2 separate regions of the Danio rerio genome follow, and region 2 is linked to region 1. The links are chromatin contacts, called in public Hi-C maps. All regions are on one chromosome and are shown on one strand. The core of a region is the stretch at or near the end of the contact, and the rest is flanking DNA. Distances in the headings are between cores, read along the strand shown.

Evidence for each region. Hi-C and Micro-C count contacts between places; a contact is called where the count stands out from the background.
Region 2: a Hi-C map of hematopoietic stem cells shows a contact between it and region 1, with 2.2 times the contacts expected there. The contact joins the enhancer-like site here to the promoter of angpt4 in region 1. A contact is called at or near these places in 3 of 18 Hi-C or Micro-C datasets (caudal fin, hematopoietic stem cells and an unstated tissue).

What each region holds. Positions count from the first base shown.
Region 1 is chr6:54,500,153-54,502,852 of GRCz12tu, reverse strand. angpt4 (angiopoietin 4) reads right to left here and starts at 1,268. Exons shown (of 11, transcript XM_005166270.6): 1 at 981-1,268.
Region 2 is chr6:54,769,345-54,772,044 of GRCz12tu, reverse strand. All of the region lies in intron 2 of LOC141386368 (a long non-coding RNA gene), which reads right to left. Among named protein-coding and RNA genes, the nearest start is that of abraa, 22 kb to the left of the region's middle. Within about 2 kb of position 1,309, at least 6 of the 62 cell types and tissues checked have an H3K27ac peak or open chromatin away from gene starts, as enhancers often do.

The sequences.
Region 1 (2,700 bases), core at 19-2,518:
AACTTCCCTCATTAATCCTCCTTCGAGTAGGAAACTTCCTGGAGCTAAGAGCACTTCTCCCTAGAGAGATGTCATTTACAGACTGCAGCACAATTGGTTCATGAAGGCTGTCCGCAGCATTCTCTCTTTCACATGTGCACACAAACATAAACACACACCGAAATGTCTAACCCTTAAAAAAAGGCCAGCACACGATTGATGTCTGTGCAGGTCAAAGCTGACACTGTCCCAGAGGGGTTGTTTCGCACTTTGCATTTTGACAATGGGAAAATACTTTCTAGAATGTTGCCCTAAAAGCAACACAAGATGAAGCAATGATAATAACTTGTTAATGTCTGTGTTTCCATTACTGAAAAGAGACTTTTCATTATTGTCTGTCAATGTTGCCAACTTAGCAATTTTGTTGCTAGATTTAGCAACTTTTCATACTACCCTAGCAACTTTTTTTTTTTTTATCTCTGGTTTCCCCCACAAGTTCAAAGACATGCGGTACAGGTGAATTGGGTGAGCTAAATTGTCCGTAGTGTATGTGTGTGAATGAGAGTGTATGAGTGTGTTTCCTAGTAATGGGTTGAGGCTGGAAGGGTATCCGCTGTGTAAAACTGGTGCTGGATAAGTTGGCGATTCATTATGCTGTGGAGACCCAGGATTAAGAAAGGGACTAAGCCGAAAAGAAAATGGTTGAATGAATAAAAATTTTCAACAAAGTTTCTAAATTTTTTTTTTCCAGTTTTTAAAATTTGTATTTAACATTTTTCTATAACATAAATTTGGTTGTACTAGTTTTTAGACCGTTATCGTAAGTTTGTTTTGTTAGATAAGCTCTAGATTTGGCTTTAGTACGGACTAAACTAATGTATATGCACAAATATAATATTTTCTTTCAAATAAATTACAAATAAAAGGTTTCAACCTTTTTTACTTCTCCACTAGTAAATATATTGATGATTTCAAGTCTGTAGGACCATAACGTAACTTACCTTTAATTGGACTGTACAAGATGACTATTCCTCGAAAACTCGAAGTGTAAAAAAGTTGTTTGTTTTTGCCACCTGGTGTAATGACGTAAATTAAATGAATTACAGTGAAATCCTCACAGAAAACCGATTAAACGATGGTGGAATTGTAAAAAATCTAAATACTCATCACACGTTGCAACCACAATGTCGTTTTTGTTTTGTTTTCTTTCCCTTAACTCAAGTCACCTGAATCACAAATTCGCGTTGCAGTATGTAAGTAGCCCACAGGTGGCCTGATGAAAATGCAGTGAGCTCGTGAGATTTGGGGCTGAGTTATATGGAGTCAGAAAAGACTCAAAAGAAATTCACGCATATGGCACGATGTACACATGCGTAGCCACATTCACATAAAGTTATGTTTACCAATTTGACACACACTTACAGATTTCATTTTTTACTTTGAAAATCCTACGTTTTTATTTTTTGAATACATTTTTTTATACTGAATGCAATGTTTTAAATGACTCATCTCCTTGTTTTTTCCCTATTTTTTTTGCAGAATTCAACTTCAATTCCCTTAAATTTACTAAAAACATTTTTTGAAAAATTAGGACAACCTCTTTAAAGACATATAAACCCTTGTCGACTTTATTTATTTTTCTCTATTATAATGGCTTTAAAAACCCATTTAAACCCACATTTTTTGTTATTGTTAATAGTTATTTTCCTCGGTGTTATCTTTACACATAAGAAATATGATTGTCATATTTGATTGTTATTGTAGAAGTTTAACAAAAAAAAAAATGCAATGAGCTCATGATTGGATGAAAAAACGAATTCAGACAGACAGACAGACAGACAGACAGACAGACAGACAGACAGACAGACAGACAGAGATAGATAGATAGATAGATAGATAGATAGATAGATAGATAGATAGATAGATAGATAGATAGATAGATAGATAGATAGATAGATAGATAGATAGATAGATAGATATCAGTCGAATATCCTACAGTATATCTCACATAATAGACCCAATTTAGAACATACTTATTAAATTAGTGTTTATTAATAACATTCTTTATTGAAACTTAACATTTGGTGGGTGGTGTTGAAAGGTTACAGCCTCCGATCAGTTTACAAAAAGCACATGAAGACACCTGTGTAAACGCAACTGCTTTTAATAGCACATACAACATTGAAGCAATCATCCAGCCCTAAGCATCAGCCATAGCAATGCTCTTCTTAGCAAACGCCACTAATAACAACTCAACCAGATGTGCTTTAATGATATGGACTCATAAATCTCGGAAAAAAGAGCATGTTTGCATTCTTAAGAAGACATGTGTCAGGTTGGATGCTGTTTGCACAGCATCAAGCTCACAACACATCATATAATGTGTCACTTCTCGTTGTACTTGGCATGTTTTCTGCGAGACTCCCACTGAGATGTTTAAGGTTTGTTGCAAAGTTTCATTGGGAGCTGCTGACCCTGCGCTGAGAGATGACCTCTGAACTCGGTGCCTCTGTAGAGATGTAGAAACAGCCCATATGATGTTCATTTCCAAAACAGAAGTCCGACTTTATCTAGTGTAAATGAATCGCACGTATTAACCAGGTGAACGGGGACATCTTGTGGCTGAATGTGGAATAACGTTTTTAATATTGGTTTTAATAAGTCAACAATAGATTACATAAACTTGGAATATTAGAAAAAAAATTGAGATGTTGTTACAAG
Region 2 (2,700 bases), core at 60-2,559, 270 kb before region 1:
TAACCCTATCTTAACTAGTTAACCTAATTCACCTAGTTCAGCCTTTAAATGTCACTTTAAGCTGTATAGAAGTGTCTTGAAAAATATCTAGTCAAATATTACTTACTGTCATCATGGCAAAGATAAAATACCCCATATAGACGTGTGCAGTATTTGTTTTATTCTGTAATCTGATAACATTTCTTCTATAAAAATAAGATTTAAAAATGACATTTAGAGCTTTTTTAGCATAAAATAGAGCTGTGCCATGCCAGCAGGCACACAACATCATGACGTTGATCTGTAGTTCTATTTTGGTTGCAACGTCAGGTGACCAAAATTTAATGTCAATTTACTGTCTAATACTGACGTCAGCTGACATCTAATACCAATGTCAGCTGATGTTCTATGTCAGGGGTGGCCAACCCTGTTCCTGGAGAGCCACCTTCCTGCAAATTTCAGTTGCAACCCATATCAAACACACCTGCCGGTAATTACCACATTGTGTTCAGGTCCTAATTAATTGGTTCAGGTGTGTTTGATATGGGTAGCAACTAAAATCTGCAGGAAGGTGGCTCTCCAGGAACAGGGTTGGCCATCCCTGTTCTATGTGGTTGGTTTTAGCCTGGGGTATTAACTAACTAAATTCAACATCATTTTATTGTCATAATATGACATCCATACAACATCGAAGTCTAACATTACTTGACGTTGATCACATCACTCTAGTCTGATGTTGGAGTTCAACGTCAATTTTTAAGTCTGTGTGACACCCGGTGGATTTTTAAGATACGTTTTTCATTTTTAGACAACCAAATACCAATGTTTTAACTTAATTAGAATTTAAAAGAATCAATATTTGGTGAAATAACACCGATATTCAATAATAAAAAAATCAAAACACTAGTTTTTATGAAAACTTTATCAGACCTTCAGAGAATAAAAATTCCACTCAATATTTACTATATACCTAATAAATCCACCAAATATGCTTGACATAATATTGAAAGCCAGACAAAATATATTATACAGCATGCTACATACTATAACGACTGCTCTTACATAAACAGACAATATAAAAGTCTCATTATGCAATTCCTAAACTATGCATTAGCACACAGATACAGTTTAAAAGCATGAAAGAGCTGATGACACATCAATCCATGCAGAAATAGATTCAAACGGCTCTATAGTGTTGGTACCACCGGCCTCCCCTGTGCTAGAATGTTTATGATCAATCTAGAATAGCCAAAGCCGAGCGCATGTACAGACCCCCCTGCGCTAGGAATGATGGGACGGGACAGCTGCATTGACAACCACTGTTTTGGAAAAGTGTTTAGCATGCCAACATTACTGACAATTTTCCATGTTAATAGCTCATGAAACACCAGTGACAAGGTGCCCGGGGTGAATTCTGCTAACTGACTGACTAAATTAAGAGTAAAGATGCGATCCTTGCTTAATAGGTTAAAAGTTAAGAGTGTGATGAGGGCACTTAGGTCTATTCATAAGTCATGAAGTAAACTTTACAGATCAAATAACTTTTCAATGGGAGAAAAAACAACATTGGGACAATACTAGGGCTGCACAATATATCGTTTGAGCATCGATATCGCAATGTGTGCATCCGCAATAGTCACATCGCAACATGTGCAAAGTTGAGTTGGGATTACAGATGTCCAGAAACCACATGTCAAAACACAGGAGATTGTGAAGACACTGCAGAATTGAACCATGATAGAGTTTTTAAGGCCTGTTACTGTGTAAGCATTTTAGTAGAGGAAATTTAAAATGGATTAATTTTATTTAATTATTTATATGATGAAGACTAAACAGTGCTATTTCACATCTGATTATTTAATTTCTGTACCAGAATATTAAAAACCACAGAGCATGGTTTATTTCACTTTAATATTTGCTCCATTGTGTTTATTTATTATTGTCGTTTTATTATTCATTCATTCATTCATTTTCTTTTCGACTTAGTCTCTTTATTAGTTAGGGGTTGCCACAGCGGAATGAACCACCAACTTATCCAGCATGTTTTACGCAGCAGATACCATCCATACACACTGATTCACACGCATACACTACAGACAACTATTAGCTTACCCAATTCCCCTTTAGCGCATGTTTTTGTTTGGACTTGTGGGCGGAAACCCACGTGAACACAGGAAGAACATGCAAACTCCACACAAAAATGCCAACTGACCCAGTCAAGGCTCGAACCAGCGACCTTCTTGCAGTGAGGCGACAGCGCTACCCAGTGCACCACCCCATTGCCAGTTATTATGTACATAATAAACTACATAAAAATATATTTAGATTTCACTCCCCGATAAAATCATCCCAAGTAATGAGAAATAGAGCAATTGAAATCATCTGGTGAAATTATAGCGCAATATATATTGTAGAGAAATAAAATAATCGCAATGTAACATTTTTCCAAAATCGTGCAGCACAAGACTATACTAGACATGGGCCGGTATAAGATTCTGATGGTATGACAAACTTGGATAAAAATGTCGCGGTTTCACTGTATTGTAATTACTGCTCTAAAATATTTTATTTTTAAATGTCTGGGTAAAAAACAAAGACCTTTTTCCCCCTTTTGAACACAAAATATTTTATTTTGAGAAACATTTCCAAAATATTTTATCAGTAAACATGTGAGGTTAATCAACTTATACTGTCTTCATTAGTTTCTAAAACACAGATTTA